2 separate regions of the Anas platyrhynchos genome follow, and region 1 is linked to region 2. Evidence: chromatin contacts called from public Hi-C data. All regions are on one chromosome and are shown on one strand. The core of a region is the stretch at or near the end of the contact, and the rest is flanking DNA. Distances in the headings are between cores, read along the strand shown. Region 1 holds the start of APLP2 (amyloid beta precursor like protein 2). Region 2 overlaps APLP2 (amyloid beta precursor like protein 2).

Region 1 (4,581 bases), core at 23-2,522, 36 kb before region 2:
CTTTCCAGACATAATTATAATGGATTCCGTGATTGTTACTGCTTAAAGAATGCCAAGTCTAAAATGTATTGGGTTAGATCATTTTTTTTAAAGGTGTCATATTACCTAAACACTGCTCTTGCCTTTGAAACCAGTAGGAGCTTTAGTAGTTACATGTTGAAGGTGGGCATTTGTCCTCCGTGAATTGAGGTATGTTCCTGTTGTGGAAGCCAAAGAGCTACTGAAAAGGGACTGATAAATGCTTTGCACTGGAATGTAAAGGCTTCTGTATCAGCAGCTGTGCTTGGTATCTGTGGTTTGTTCCTGAAGGGCTTGATTCAGTTTGCTTAGATTTCTTTTTATAAGTAACGTGGTGAAATTCAAGCAGGCGATGCAAATGCGGTATGATGGGTTTTAAAGGCAGAAACGTCCTTAAATTGTGGCACCAGCTGTGGCACAACATCTGCACCGAGAGGCACCGCTCACGCGCTCCAGTCGCTCAAAAGGAACAGGAGGCAAAGCCGCTTTGCAGCAAGTGGCGCAGGAGCAGCAGGTGATGTATCGCTGGGATAAGCACCTGTCATTATTAAAGTTTACCCAGGGCTTTATGGTGTGTACAGAAGCAGGCAGCAGCACGTGCGGTGGTGATCTCTGCAGGTAGCGCCAGCCTCTCGGGGTGTGGGCACGCGAGCGCCAGCTCCTGTTGGGGTGGCTGCTGGGATGGAGCCACCTCATAGCGCTGTCTTGGCTGTATTTTTATTAAAGAGTGGAAAAAAAGGGAAAAAAGATGTTAAGTGTCATTTTGTTATGGTGGAGAATGGAGGTGCCCAGTGTTGAGTGTGTTTGTGAGGGGACACAGAGGGACGCAGAGTTGGCTTTGTGAGCCCAGGCTCCCTGCTTTTGATTATTTTTTATTATTTTTAAACGAGGACGCCTCCCCATTGCCCTCGTGCTCCTCGCTGTGGCGCTGGGCAGGCACCATGAGGCCCGAGGCCGCCCGGCCGCGCCCCGCCGGCCCCACAGGGCGCCGCGCCGCCAGGGCCGCCTCGGGGCCTTCCGGCCGCCATTTTCCCCCCGGGCCCCACAGCAGCGCTCCCCCCGTGGGCGGAGCCCCCACCCGGCGCCTCCCCCTCCTATTGGCTGATCCCAGCGCGGCTCCGCCCCCTCCTCCCCCAAGCATATGGCCCATTCTCCGCCCCGCGCCCATTGGCCGGCGCTTCGGCGCCTCTCCCTGCGATAGGCCGGGCGGCGCGGCAGGGGCGGGGCTCGGCGGCAGGGGGCGGGGCCTGGCGAGGCGGGTCCCGCGGGGGGGGCGCGGCGGCCGCAGTAGCGCCGGGGCGGCGGCGGTGGCGGGCGGCGGCTGGCGGCGGCGATGGGCTCGGCGCGGCGCTTCCCCCTCCTGCTCCTGCTGGGGCTCGCCGGCCCCGCCGCCGCGCTGGCCGGCTACATCGAGGTGGGTCCGGGGGGCGGCGGGGTCGGGGGAGGAACGGGTTGGGGCGGGGGAGCCCCCGGTGTGCGCAGTCAGCGTGCGGCTGGGGCGATCTTTGGGCTTAAAGGGCGTGCTGGAGGTGCTCCTGCTCCGGCTGCTCGCATCAATGCAGCTTCACGCGTAGAGGTGGTTAAGGGAGGGAAGCTCCTTTAGAAATTAAAACTTAACATTATCTACCTGCACGCGGTGGGGGGGGGGGGGTGAGGAATCCCGGCCCTTCCCCAAAACCTGGGGGCTGCGATCTGTGTAAAACAAAGAGCAAAGTGTGCGCTGGGGGTAAGGGGAGCTCAACAAACCCCGCCTGGGCGCTGTTCGGGGAGGCTGAGCTGCCACAAGGTCCTGCGGGGCTCGGGGTGCTCAGGGAGGGGTGGGGGACGGGTTGTGGTGCTGTGGGTGGCTGGGTTTGGCAGTTGAAGTGTTCCGGGCTTGGTTCAGCACAGCATCTGCCCGCGTGCCATGCAAAAATTGCGAGCCCCAAGCTGCTGGTTGTTAACCTGCGATAAGCACAGCCCGTTAATGTTTTTGTGTCTTGTGTGGAATTAGTCCAGGACTTCTGCCCTGCCCTCTTATTCAGCCATTGCCAGGGAATTGTATTCCACAGAATTTTTACCGGTGTTTCTGTTAGATTGCTGTAAATTGGTGGAACGAGGCAATAATCCTATGGGGAAAAAGTTGCGCTGGGGTTATCCTGCAGGGAAGGTGCCGAGGCTCAGCAGGACTGGGCTGAGGGACCCCAGCTGATGGCACGGTCAGGTTTCGTGCTCCTGCCTTGGTGGCGGGGGACTGTCCTGGCTGCTGGGTGGTGACCACGCTAATCTGATCTCCTGCACCTGTTGAGAAACTCCTCCAGCTGTAGGTCACTTCCTCTGGCATATCCGAGGCAAATTCAGCTGCTTGTGGCACATCCCTTCTGGAGGCTGCAGTTGCTCACGGACTTGCCTTTCAAAAAGCCGACTTCCTCCTCAGGAAACAAACCTAGCCGTAATTTTATTCTGAAGCCTTGCGTCCAGCTGAAGAAGCAGAGCCCGGCATTCAGAATGGGATTAGCGAAGGTTTTGGCACCGAGGGGAGCGCACCGGTGTCACCCACCTGGCAGCCCCACGGCTTGGGGCGCTGAGCTGCTGGAAGAGGATGCGCCCGGAATGGTTCCTGCCTCCTTCCTCAGCGGATCGCCGTGCCTGTAGCAGGGCTGGTTTCGGGGGCTGTGGATTTGCTCCCAGGCTGCGGCAGGCCGGCGTGTGCTGACACAGATCAGCGCCAGGCTGGGGCTGCGCTGGTGCGGCGGGCTGTCGGCGTTCGGAGGTGCGTGCGCGAGCTGCTGCTGCCGCAGAATCCGCATCCTCCAAAGGCATGACAGCCTCCTTGGTCGGCTGACACAAAATGTCAGTCGTGACATTTTAATTCTTTTTTTTTTTTTTTAACTGCATCCTCTACCGTTGTCTTGCCCGTGGGGAGCTGCAGCTCTCGAGTCTTTCTTGCTGCCAAATTTTTTCCAGAATGTTATCTTGACGCAGAGCTTAGGAAGTGAAATGGTTATTGTTCTTGTTTTCATCATCATTACTGGAGGATACCAGGTAATGTGATGAAAAATGTATAAGTGGTTGATTAAAAAACAAAAAGACATTTGAAAGTGTACTAGAGTTAAGGAAAATACGTAGCATTGTCTGTATTTATTAGTTCAGTTGAATTGGCACGGTCCCATTAGGTGGATTTTCTTTTGCTCGATTATCTTAGCTACCAGTCCCTGTCCCTGGAACACCCGGTAATCTTCTTATCGACTACAATTTGTTTTTCTTTCTTCCATGTATGGGGGAAGGCGAGTGGCAGATTTATTTATTTTTTTAATTACTGATGGATGAACCTTTGAATAGGGCGTTTACTGGGGCTTGTCACTGGTGACCGTCTCCCTTTCAGATCGTGGTGCTGGCAGATAACCTCTGACAGCCTTTCTTCAAATGAATTTGAATATAAGAGCTCAGAGAAAGCATGGACACCCAGCAGAATAATGGGTTTTTCTTCCCAGAGCAATGCGTGTCCTAAGGATGTATTTGAATTCAGTGACTGCTGTGTTTTGCTTGTGAAATCTGAGAGAACTTCAAATAGTTCACTGATGCTGACTGACAAAAGAAAATAAATCTATTCTAATTTGATCTGTATTCCAATGATAAACTACTTCTGCTGTGCCCTCAAGGCCTTTAAAGATGCAAAGTTTCTTTTTTATCACTTGACCTTTTTGTGTAATCGAATCTCAGCAATGCAGACTTGATACTGCCTCTTTTTTTTTTAATCTCTTTTTTTTTTGAGTGGTCTTTTTCCAAAGCCATCTTGAATGATTCTGTTACCTGTCTGCTTCAAATGAAAAACATTTGGGGTGAGAAAAACAACGTGCTGTCTTGCATCAGAATTGTGCAGCTCTTGTTATTTCTGTGCGGTGTGCTTAAATTCTCACTAACAAAAATATCAGTCTTGTGCCATTTCTGCAGACCTTAGGGACTTCTAATTGCCTGCTGCATTGAACAAAGAACTCCACCTAGGGGAAATTTCCACTTCTGTGTTGAAGTCCTGAGTAGAAACAGCTCAGTAAAATTCCAGTCTTGAACATGGCCTTTAGTTTGCTTTCAGTTCCCACAACTTCACTTCCCAGTAAGTGTTAGGAAATATATTTTCGAATGAAAGCAATTAGACGCAGTGCCTTATCTTAGCCTAAAGCAGAGCTTCGCAGAGGCAGAGATGCGTGTAAGGAAATAAAGCGAATCAGGTGGGCAGCTGGTATTGCAGAGAGGCTCTGGAATTTCTGCTGCATTGTAGAAGGCTACGTGAAGGTAAGCCCCGCTCTTTGGAGAATGCCTTCAACTCTCCTTGTGCTAGACGTGCGAGGGCATCTTATTTATGACCTCTCTTATGTGTTATTTAGGTGTTAATATCTCTACCTTGGATTAAGTGTTTTTGTTGTTAATAATGTCCATTGCAGCACCTGAGAGCTATTCAAAATCTATTATACGGGTGGTAGCTTAAGCTGCATTTGAGTTTTGTTGTTACATACTGCACCTTCTCCAGTGCATTATAGTGAAGAAAGAAAGAATGTAGTGCCTGTTCTGTGTATGTCACGCTCC
Region 2 (4,893 bases), core at 1,882-4,381:
GCTGGCAACCTTTGTGATGGACACTAGTAAAACCTCACAAATCCCCCCAAAACGGACACAAGCCCTTTGAAGGGCTGATGAGGTAGTGATGCTGAGGCTGGCACAGGTGCCCAGAGGAAGGTGTGAACTAGAGCCACCACTGCTTTGTAAGTCGCTTGGCGAGGCCTGTGCTCCTCACTAGCTCATGTTCTAACCCGTCTCCACACAGCTGTCTGCTCCCAGGAGGCGATGACAGGGCCCTGCCGGGCTGTGATGCCTCGTTGGTACTTCGACCCTAACAAGAGAAAGTGCATTCGCTTTATATATGGAGGCTGCGGAGGCAACAGGAACAATTTTGAGTCAGAGGAGTATTGTATGGCTGTGTGTAAAAAGATGAGTAAGTCCTGCCTCCCACTGGCCCTTTTGCAGCTAGCCACTGTCTGTCTGGCGTTTGGTGTCTCCTCCTCCTTGCCTGGGTCAAGAGAGGATACGTGTGTAGCCCATCCTTTTGGTTCTGGTGTCTGTCCTTTTGCAGCAGTCTCCTCTTGTCTCTGCTTCTCGAGGTCTTTAGGTTTGACTTTCCTGGGGAAGGTGGCTCTGGATGTATTCTTTCTGTGCTCACGGTTGGTTTGCAGCTCTTACCGAGGGCTTAGTTATCTTCTGGATTTATCGCAGGGACCGGGGGCTGTCTCTACCCTCTTGTTATGAAAACATGTAGCTTGCCTCTTTGTGTAACTGGCTTTTTTTTTTTCCCCCCAAGTATGTGGAAGAAAGCACTTGCTTTCCCCAGTTATATTACTGTGCATGTGTTTGACTAGTCAGTCCTGAAAAGCAAGCTGCTACTCGCCATTCTCCTGGTAGTAGGCGTTCTCTTGCTATTATATTTTGGGCAAACATCAGTGAAGTAGTATAGAATTCAGATTCCCACTTTCAGCTCAGTTTGAAATATGAATCGTGACTCAATCCCTGCATTTTTGAGAGCTTGAGGTTTTTGGCACCAATTTCAACTGGCTTTTATGTCAGATGATAAAACTACCAAAAACATTTTAACCTCCTTATTAATCTTATTGTTGAACTCCAGCACTTCCACTTCAGCTACCATTAAAGCCTTTTGAAAGGCTTTTTGTGTTATCTGGGGCTTGGCAGTCTGACTATACAGCCATAATCCTGTTTACAAAATGGGCTTCATGCAAGTGCTTTAGATTGGGCTGATCTAACTGAAGTGATGAAATAAAAGATGCGGATGTCAGGAGCTTTTTGTACAAAAGTTTGTCCTGTTACAGAGGGATTTGGGGCTGGAAAGAGTTCTCTGTGTCAAAGCCTGGTTCAGAACTGCCATGAGTAGGCCCAGAGTACAGTGCTGGTCTGTCATTGTTCTTGCGCACAACAATAATGCCTATGTTGTATGTCGCCAGTATTTCATGCGGTAATTCTTTCCCCTTTTCCACTCCTCCTTCCCTAGTTAGGACAGAGGATTGTGGGTTCCAGGGCTAAACTCTTAGCCTTCATTCATGCTAAAGCATAAAGAATTTTTTTTCTCTGAAACATTCTGCCTTTCAGTGATGTCGCAGATTTTATCTATCCAAATTAATAAAATGTTTGAAGGGTTGCCTTAATTTTCCCTTTCTGTTAAAGGGCAGTAACAGAGTGCATCCTGTTTGCCACAGATCCTTTGAGAAAGAGCTCTGCGGTGTGTAGTGTAGCACAGAACCTTGGTTCAGCTTTTCTCGAACGGCAGCGTGTGGAGCACAGACCTCCTGTTGTGGATTTCGCAGGCGCTTGTAACTGTCAGTTCTAAAATTTTATTTCTCCCCTTGTTGGATTTGAATGTCTTAAAGATACAAGCCGTCCAGATTATTGGACAAGTCAATTTGTCTCACTGAGCCTCCTCCTGTTGCTGTCTTGTCTAATATCATTGCCTGTTAGTTCTGTATGGTGCATCTGGTAGAGAAGGTAGGTTTGAAGTGTAAAATATTGGGTAGTGTTTTGTGCAGATTTATTGTCAAGCTCCCTAATCACATTAATGATGTCTGGAGCCAGCTTGTCAGTGAACAGCTAATGCACAAAATGTCATTTAAACTATCCAAAGCCAATGTGAAAGGGAAGAGGAAAAAAAATAAAAGTTCTTTATTCTGCAATCCGAGTCATTCTGTTGCTGGAGCTGAATAATGCTCGTCTCAGAACTAATGAGAAGACTGAACAGGTGCTGGTTGCCGCAGTGCATTACTGTGTTTGGGATGATGTAACTAACTGGTGTTGTGCAGTAAATTGGCAGCTTAGAGATACAAAAATGGACTCTTGGTAGGTGGTGGTTCAGTAAGCTCAGCCTGCCAGATTGTTAATGCTGCAGGCATGGAGATTCCTCTCCCTACCTGTCTCTCACAATCCAGGACCACAGATTTCTGAGCCCCCACTTACCCGTACCCTCTCTTTGCAGTGCCAACTGATGATGTGGATGTGTACTTTGAAACCCCCGCTGATGACAACGAACATGCTCGCTTCCAGAAGGCAAAGGAGCAGCTGGAGGTCAGACACCACAACCGCATGGACAGGGTGAGTATCCAGCTTTAGCCTTTTTTTTTTTTTTTTCTCTGCCCTGCATAGTTGCTGCCCATGTTCTTACGGACAAATTGGTGGCAAAATGTCTTTTCTTTCCAGTCACCAACTTCTCTGAGTTTCTTACAACATAACCACGCCGTGGCAGTTAGATTTTCACTTCTCCAAAAATCGGACATAAATTTGTGTTGTGGTGATATGTTCTGTCCTTTTCTTGTCCAGGTGAAGAAGGAATGGGAAGAAGCAGAACACCAAGCCGTAAATCTCCCCAAGGCAGAAAGACAGACTCTCATTCAGGTAGGAGTTGAAGGACCTAAAGAAAAAAGCTACTGGTTCTTGGCCTTCATCTTGTCAATAAACTAAATGAGAGATGCTCGTATTCTAAGCTAAAAGATGACTGAAATGGAAGAATATATTTCCTCTTCTGTCAGCAGTTGCCTTTTAGAGGAGATTTGATTGAATTGCATGTTTTGTTCTTAAAGCTGGAGATGATCTGATACTGTGCCAGGTCCTTTCCCAAGCCAAGTAGTAGGAAGCTATCTCATCTCCTGAGCCTAGCAACAGCAGAGCCAAACTGTAACCTTAGACCTTTGGCCTGCATTGCACTAACCAGTGGCCTCCCAGCCCAGTTCAGATTGGCCCTGACTCTCTGGACACACATTTCCTGTTTGGGCAGACTTAGTGAAAACCACTTAGACAGCAGATAAAGCTGGTTTGCTGCCAAAATGCCAATCTTCTGTCTTATGATTAGAGTTCAGTTAGACTATGAAGTTAATCAGGGATATGCTTTGTATGGGATTGTTAGAGGCCGTGACAAACAGGTGAAGTTCTCTCAAACCAGTATACAGCTAAGTGACTGACTCCAGTTCATAAGCTCACTTTGGATTTTATCCTGGAACACAGTTTTCTCTCTACATTAATTAGCATAAGCTACCTTTTGAAATCTGTACAAGTCAAAAAGAGTTTTCCATTGTCTGATGAAATACAGCAGCACTTAATGGATTCTTGTAGTTTGTTTGGAGATGCTCGTTATGACCTTTCTAATAGCATATATAGAGATTTGATCTGAAGGAATGCTGATGAAAAGACCCATCTGCGAATTCAGATTAATGTCTGTAGGGTGAAGGGAGCTATCTTGTTCATGTTTTACAAAGTTGAGGGCAAGAGTTAATACTGTGGCATTCATTCAGCACAGTTTGGGTTTCCTACCTCAAAAATGATCTTTATCTGCAAGGGCCATATGCCTTCTTCAGATCTTTGAAATGGATTGTGAAGGAAGTTTGGAAGGTAAATTGTCATTATTTAATTTGCAAATGTGAAATCTGCATCAGCATCTGTCAGTTCGCCTCTCTAAACGTCTCAGATGTGCAATGTGACAGACTCCATTTATTCTAAGGAGGTCCATGAGTGAGAGATACTGACGCATACAGTGTTTCATTCAGACTGTTCCCTATTCCAGCACTTCCAGGCAATGGTTAAATCTCTGGAGAAAGAGGCAGCAAGTGAGAAGCAGCAGCTTGTGGAGACTCACCTGGCTCGTGTGGAAGCCATGCTGAATGATCGGCGTCGGATTGCTCTGGAGAACTACCTGGCTGCCCTGCAGGCTGACCCACCACGGGTGAGTTCCTTTGCATGGGTATTTTACAATGGGGTAGTGCTGGGAATGGCTTGGTGAGAAAACTGACTGTGGCCTGCTGGGGAAGGAGCTGGGAATAGGTTCCCAGTAAAGCTTTTTCCCATCATGGCTGTTCCTGCTGAACAAGCAGTGGGTCTCCTAATTGACTCACTCTACTTTGTCTGTTTAAAATCCCTCCACTTTGTGTAGTGCTCACAGGGCACAGTGTTCTGAGTCAAACGGGCTTAGGGTAAAGGGAAATTACGTAAGAGGTTAGCACAAATCTGTCCAGTAGCAAAGCAGGCTTATGTCTCAAGTGCTGTATTTCAGTTGTGATTTTTATTTGAATCAAATGGATTTGAACTCCTTCCCTAAATCCTACAGCCCCACCGCATCCTGCAAGCTCTGAAGCGCTATGTTCGTGCTGAGAACAAGGACCGGCTGCACACCATCCGCCATTACCAGCACGTCCTGGCAGTTGACCCAGAAAAGGCTGCACAGATGAAATCTCAGGTATGAGAATGGTTTCTATCAAGAGAGGCATTGTTATCCAGCAGTGGCTCTCAGAGACCCTAGAAGGCGTGTGTCAAGTCCTTACACTAATTTGCTGGGTACTATAGCAACTTGACATACTTGTGTAGAGATCTCCCATTCTGTCTGCATATTGCCTGTCACCAGATACTCTGTACCATTTTCCTTGGTACATGACTCAGTGTTAAAAATCTGAGGATTGAGATACTGCG

What was found. Hi-C and Micro-C count contacts between places; a contact is called where the count stands out from the background.
Region 1: a Hi-C map of subcutaneous adipose tissue shows a contact between it and region 2, with 1.9 times the contacts expected there. The contact joins the promoter of APLP2 here to the enhancer-like site in region 2. A contact is called at or near these places in 4 of 8 Hi-C or Micro-C datasets (F5 follicle, liver, skeletal muscle and 1 more).

The regions. Positions count from the first base shown.
Region 1 is chr25:4,391,692-4,396,272 of IASCAAS_PekinDuck_T2T, reverse strand. APLP2 (amyloid beta precursor like protein 2) reads left to right here and starts at 1,272. Exons shown (of 18, transcript XM_027444200.3): 1 at 1,272-1,432. The coding sequence starts at 1,352.
Region 2 is chr25:4,357,724-4,362,616 of IASCAAS_PekinDuck_T2T, reverse strand. It overlaps APLP2 (amyloid beta precursor like protein 2), which reads left to right. Exons shown (of 18, transcript XM_027444200.3): 7 at 209-376; 8 at 2,417-2,532; 9 at 2,758-2,832; 10 at 3,995-4,153; 11 at 4,535-4,663. Among named protein-coding and RNA genes, the nearest start is that of APLP2, 35 kb to the left of the region's middle. Within about 2 kb of position 3,131, at least 2 of the 8 cell types and tissues checked have an H3K27ac peak or open chromatin away from gene starts, as enhancers often do. A contact at or near this core is called in F5 follicle and subcutaneous adipose tissue, where this site is marked.